2 separate regions of the Sus scrofa genome follow, and region 2 is linked to region 1. The links are chromatin contacts, called in public targeted proximity ligation maps. All regions are on one chromosome and are shown on one strand. The core of a region is the stretch at or near the end of the contact, and the rest is flanking DNA. Distances in the headings are between cores, read along the strand shown.

Region 1 (3,412 bases), core at 870-3,369:
GATGGGACGTGTCCTTGATAGCTCACCCCAGACCTCGCTCTGTCCACTTCTGCCATTTAAGTAAGCAGCCTGGCCCCGAAGCCACTGGGGTCTGCAACCCAGCAATCAGATCTCTGTGACTTTATGAGTTAACCAAGAAAATCACTAGATATGTAGTATGTACTGATTGAAATAATTACTTTAAAAATACCGTGTAGCCAAGAGGGATAAACCAACAAGACCAGGACACCGTTTCCATTCTCAAGGAGCCTACAGTCATCTATATGGTAGGCAGACCCTCCTATAAATAACTGATTTGTTTGGATTGATGCCACACTGTGCAAGGTATATGTCATAAGACATCTGAAAATGCAGAGGAGGAGACAACTCTGCAAAAGAAGAGTCATGGAAGGTGACACAGATGAAGAGGCACTATGGACTCAGGAGGGCGGGAATCTTAAGAGTGAGAGAAGAAACAGGGAAGGCAGAGGAACTGCCTGTGAAAACAGAGTGAGGGGAACTTTCTCAAGAGCGGTGAGTGTGACCGAAGCGCTGGTTTGGCGAAGCTACATCAGAATAAGACCATGAAATTCCATAGGAACTTTATCCTATAGAGCCTATGGAAAGAATCCAAGATTGTTCACCGAAGGGTCTGATAGAATAAATGTTATTTAGGAAAATAACAGTAGTGGTCTGATGGAGGATGGATTACAGAGGCCAAATGACAAAAGTGAAGAGACCAGCTAGGGTCACTCGTAACAGTCCAGGTGACTGAGGGCCATGGACCAAGCAGTGGCTCTGGGTGGAAAGAAAGAGAGAGTTCAGAGGAGGTGAACGACCTGAGATTTCCTAGTTAAGATCTGCTGGACCAGGGTAGAAGGGGAGAGCAGGGCAAGGAGGCTGCTGCTCAGGTGTCCCCTGGCAAGAAGAGCAGAGGAGATGCTCTGATCATGAAGGGAGATGAGAAGGTGAAACAAGGCTGCGGGGGCGGAGGAGGGGGTGGAGATCTGGAGGATGAAATGACGAAATTGGCTTCAGGTCAGTGAACAAAAAGCTCGTGATTGGCAGTGGCAGCCAACTTCAGCTTAACCAGAGTTGGCAGTCTGTGGCTTGTGGGTAAAATTTGGGCCACTGCTTGTTTTTGTATGGCCCCCCAAGATGAGAACCGTTCTTATATTTTTTAAGCAGACGGAAAAAGAAAATCAAAAGAATGTTACATGACATGTAAAAATGACATGAAATTCAAATGTCCACGTCCATAAACAAAGTCTGATTGGAATACAGCCATGTTCATTCATTTGGTTTTTGCCCCAGTTTCCACAGAGACTCTCTGCCCGCCAAGCCTATACCGTCTACACCCATACAGAAAATGTGGGCTGACCACTGAATCTGGCTACTTGATTACATGCTCTGGAATTGTTTTCGTAGGTCCAAAACACTTAAATACTGACAATATCGTATTACCACACGTATAAAGGAAGCAAAGAGAGAGATGTAGATTTGAATAGAATTTAATATGCATCATGGTTTAACTTGTAATGTTAGTTTTGGATACATATTGCTGCTAGCATTTGGGGGCCATCATTAACTTCTAGCTCCCTCACCAAGGTAATTAAATAATGGTCATTTTTTTTTTTTTTTTGGTCTTTTTTGCAATTTCTTGGACCACTCCTGCAGCATATGGAGGTTCCCAGGCTAGGGGTTGAATCGGAGCTGTAACCACCAGCCTACGCCAGAGCCACTGCAATGCAGGATCCGAGCCGAGTCTGCGACCTACACTACAGCTCACAGCAACGCCAGATCCTTAACCCACTGAGCAAGGCCAGGGATCGAACCCGCAACCTCATGGTTCCTAGTCGGATTCATTAACCACTGAGCCACGACGGGAACTCCAATAATGGTCGATTTTAAAATAAACACTGAAGATCAAAGATATGGTACTGTCCCAAAGATCACCCTACACCAATGGCATTGTTTTCTTCTTCATACCGGCTGTTTAGAAATGAACTTTTAACACTATAAAAGTGAAAATCAGAAAGTTGCCATTGGGCATTTCCTTTTAATTATTCTCTGGGTTCTCTTGGCAAAACCATGAACATCACCCAAGTCCAACTTCCGTATTTAAATAAGGAAGTCTGCACTCTGTCAGATGCTGGAGCAGTTCCCCGTACAAGGCCATAGTCAGCTCTGTGGGGGCCACGAGGAATACAATATATAAAAAACCTACCCAAAAAAGGATTTTGAGTTTGGAAGTTTTGCATTAATTAAAGCAGAAAAATATTTTTGCAGGTTTAGAACAATACTATTTGCATATAGCTGTTAGCTTCTATTGGCAATTAAGGAAAAAAAAAGAAACAAGCAAAAAAAAAAAAAAAAAAAAAAAGGCAACATGCTTGAGGCCACTACATTGTTAAATAGGCTTGCTTGCTTTCTTTCTTTGACCAGATTTTTCAGTACTATCAATGATGTTAGAGAAATGTAGTTTTCAAGTCAAAGTGAAAGCCAATTTCCAACATGTCACCCAAATAAAGCAAACTTTAAAAAGCCTGAAATTAATGAAGTGAAACCAAAAGATAAAAAGTATGCTAATCTCAACAGACATCAAATAAGATACATACATTTTTAATCAGCAGTTTCTTCAAAAACCCAAGAAACAATCTTGTCTTTTTCCCTTGCTCTGCGATAAAGAAAGTTCTGGGCAATCTAGGGCTCTGATAACTTCCTTTTTCACCTTAAAGTAATGCTAGAACAATTTTACACAGAAGAGGATTGTTCGGTGGTAAGAAGGATGAAACTCTAACTTGGGAGTTCTGAGTTCCTACTGTAGAAAAGATCTTTAAAAATGTGCTCTGTCCTTCATCGGACAGGTAAAGACCATTGGTCCACTCTCCTGAAATACACTGGCCGTGCCCCCCCAAACACACAAGGCTGCAACAAACATCAGGTGCCGGGGAGGCAGACAGGTTGCTGCAAAAAATGTGGGCAGCAGTTGGATAGAGCAGGTAAGAGCAAAGATGGAGTTCCCGTCGTGGCTCAGTGGTTAACGAATCCGACTAGGAACCATGAGGTTGCGGGTTCGATCCCTGGCCTTGCTCAGTGGGTTAAGGATCTGGCGTTGCTGTGAGCTTCGGTGTAGGTCGCAGCCGCAGCTCAGATCCCACATTGCTGTGGCTGTGGTGTGGGCCAGTGGCTACAGCTCCGATTGGACCCCTAGCTTGGGAACCTCCATATGCCGCAGGAGCGGCCCTAGAAAAGGCAAAAAGACAAAAAAAAAAAAAAAGCAAAGAGACTCTGGGACCAGATTCCTGGGTCTAAGTGCTAAGTCAGCCAGGAAGTAGCTGCAGGACTGTAGCTGAGTAAATTACTTAATTTCCCTGTGCGTCTGTTTCTTATCAGTACGATGAGGACAGTAAGCAGTACTTTCCCCACAGGG
Region 2 (3,341 bases), core at 367-2,866, 91 kb after region 1:
TCCCCATTTATACATATTTTCTATATCGGCCCGTGGAGAGTCAGCTGTATGATGAAAGGGGAAGGAGAAGAGTATCTGAAATTCTAGGAAGAGCGTCTCCCAATCTACCTCTCGCCCCGGAACCCACAGCATTGATTATCACGCCTGCTCCGGGGTATCCGGGACACCAGAACAGGGTCAGCATCAAAGCGCCCAGACATCCGGAGAGCTGATTGGTTCCCCGGTGAACCAATCAGTGGGCCAGGCTGCGCACGGGTAGGGGAGGGCAAAGACTATAAAGCGGATGGAGTTAAAGGAAAAGGGGCAGGTGTGCCAGGCACTAGGGTTTTGCTGGTCATTGTTAGCCCTGGAACTCTGGTCTCCTAAATTTCAACTTCTGAGTTTCCCAGTTTTCCTACGGAAAAGAGGAATTACTCATCCTATCATTCATAAGATAGTCATTAATAGTCAATGGAAGAGTCGCCTCAGAGTTGGAAGTGGGGGAGGCCATTTAAATCCTCCCTCTTTTCCCAGTTCCACTCTGGGTCGTCAACCTAACTCAGTCGGCTCCAGAAATAGTAAATCACTAGATCTCGCTTAATCGCCAAAGCTGATTACCAAAATCATTTCATTAGACACATGGAATAAGTTTCCCCCTCCCCAAGGACTGAGAAATAGTATAGGCATTTACCAAAGGTTCAGGATTTTACAACCCTCTAAAGGAGAAGTGAATGAGTACTTAGGCCGAAGTCAGAGAAACTGAGACCTTCTGAGCTGTGCAACCACTCATGCGACCGCGGCCGCCTCCAGGGCTCGAACACCCGCCCCCACCCCTCAACCCCCGGTGCGGCGACAGTTCCTCCGAGCTCTACCCCACAAACTTCACGCGGAGAAAGATTTGGGGGGATGGGCGCAGATTCCAGATTTCCCTGCCATTTCAAACTTCACCAGGGCTGTTACACCACGCACTTTCTTCCAAGTGTCACAGCCCCTAGATTTACACCGGCATCCAGTCTTAGCTTTCCCACGGTCCTGCGCTGCCACCCACCCAACTACCACCCAAACCCGGGGTGCAGACGCCGCGTCCTTGGAGTTGGGAGAAGGGGGAAATGGGAGAAGAGAGAAATGGCCAGTGTAAGTAAAGAGGTGCCCGCCGAGGCCTGGACGCTGGCAGCCAGCGGAGGGCCCTGGGGACAAGGAACAAGGAGAGAGAAGGGCTGGAACCGTGCGGGGAAGGGCCGAGAGGAGAGCAGGGGAGCCGCCGGTGTCGCTGCACTCACTCTGCGTAGCCAGTGGCCCAGGGCAGCCGCCGGGTCTCCTTGAGGATGAGGATGGGGCGGGCGATGTGGTCCGCGCTGCACTCCACCTCGTCCTGAGACAGCCCCAGGAACTCAGGTCGCCCGTAGGGGAAGCGCAGGGGCAGGTCCGAGCCTCCGCAGCCGCCGCCGCTGTGCTCGGAGCCTGAGCTGCCAGCCATGATGCCGCCCATGAAATTGGCCACGGCAGATTTCACTCGAGTGAGCATATTACTCCGGCGCCGGGCAGCAGCGGTGCGAGCAGGGGGCGGCGGCGGCGGGGGCCGGGCGCGGCGCAGCGCGGGGCATGCAGGCTAAGGCGGGCGCCGGGCGCACGGGCAGCCGGGCCGCTGGGCGCGCCGCGAGGCTCCTAGAGCCTAGTGCTGCAGGGGGCCGAGCCCCGGCCTCCTGCGCTCCCTGCCCGGGCTGCCGCCGCCTCCCCCCGCTACACTTCCGCAACCCAGCGGCATGGAGCGAGCGGGCGGGCGGGGCTGGGGGAGACGCCGCGCGCTCCGGGAGCGGCTGGGCGGCCGCAACTGCGGCAGGTCTCTTCCTTGCCCGTTGCGCTCGACTCCTGCGTGAACGGAACTGAGCCCACCCGGCGACCCGCGGAGCCGGCGCGGCTGCTGCCACGGCTACAGCCGCCGTCTAGTCATGTGATAATCCGGCTGCAAGGGCTCCAGCGGCGGCTGGGGCCGCAACTCAGCCCCTCCCCTGGCCGCTCCAGCGAGGCTCGCACCAGGACAGGGACCTCCTGGGGGAGGAGGAACCAGGCCTGGTCGGTACCTGGCGGAGGGGATGGGGGCGCTGTGAGCTGGTGGCGGTACAGGTGTTAGCGCAGGTCACGTGGGGCCGGGCCGCGGCGGGGAAAAGCCAGTTGAGGAATCCACTCGCGGAGGAATGCATCCTGAGCCTTCGGGAAAAGGAAACTTCGGGAGCTGGAGGGGAAAGGGAAGACAGGTGCAATCTGGGTGAAACGACTCCACGTCCTGCAGTGGAAAGAGGAACACCTGGTGTGAGAGACTTAGGAGCTTTGAAAACAAAACAAAGCAGAAAAAAAAAACCCCACAAAAAAGAGCCCATAGTGGTTGCATAAATATCATTAAATGCTTTTCCCTAGGCATTTCTAGAATTACTTTTCTTTTTCTTTCATTACCCCCACACGCATCATTATCTGCGGAGCAAACCCTGTTTCGAACCCAGCATAAGCTTAATGGTGAAGAAAACAAAAGAACTCTGAGAAATCAGAAGTAAGCTCTATTTTACATAGTACTTAAGTGCTTAATAGATTTATCCAAGAATTTTCCTCTAACATGGCTACAAAACCAAAGTATCTTTTCAAAGCTGATCCTGTTGATACTATTGATACACTTAATGCAGCCTTTTCTTAGTTCGGAGCATTGTTATGAAATTATCTACGGTCACTTTAAAACTGAAGAAATTTAAAGAGAACACAGCAACTCAAATACTCAAGTAAAAATGAATAAATATTTGCAACGATAAAATTTTGTGGTGATCTTGTATTAAAACAAAATGTGAAAAACCGATGAATGTGCCTCATTCATAGGGGCAGTTATTTGTTAAATATTGGCTAAAAACTTTTTTTTTTTTGGTAAGAGAACTGTATCCTGTTCATGTTTACTTATTCTGTATCCTGTTCCTATGTTTACCTACTATGTAATTTGCCAGGATTCTGTGTTACTTGGGGCGTCATGCACTGAATGGCTCACTTGGAATTCAGGAGGAAGTACAGACCCTCCTTCTCTGAGTGTGGGAGAGGAAGAGCAGCCCAGGTTTTGGAGAGGAAGATTTTCTTTGAAGAGGAATTGGAATTTTCACTTGTAGAGGAGGTCAGAGTAAACTTCACCGAATGCCTTTATTCAGTATAATATTTGTAAAGGCATCTTCCCCTTTGGCTCTTTAATGAATAGGTTCTTTGGTTTACTGGACACCAAAGAATTACATAAAAAAAACAACATTTCACCTTTCGGTGAAATGCCATTCCTGTTGATGAGTCCTTTTATTACTTTTCACAGAACAGAAGTGTAGGTTTTTCTTGGCCCTCTT

Evidence for each region.
Region 2: a targeted proximity ligation map of alveolar macrophages shows a contact between it and region 1. A contact is called at or near these places in 1 of 5 promoter capture datasets (liver), 4 of 47 Hi-C or Micro-C datasets (embryonic fibroblasts, heart right ventricle, liver and 1 more) and 1 of 2 datasets of targeted methods (alveolar macrophages).

The regions. Positions count from the first base shown.
Region 1 is chr5:27,479,347-27,482,758 of Sscrofa11.1, forward strand. All of the region lies in intron 1 of PPM1H (protein phosphatase 1H), which reads right to left. Among named protein-coding and RNA genes, the nearest start is that of PPM1H, 91 kb to the right of the region's middle.
Region 2 is chr5:27,570,687-27,574,027 of Sscrofa11.1, forward strand. It overlaps PPM1H (protein phosphatase 1H), which reads right to left and starts at 1,617. Exons shown (of 10, transcript XM_021091936.1): 1 at 1,260-1,617. The coding sequence starts at 1,504.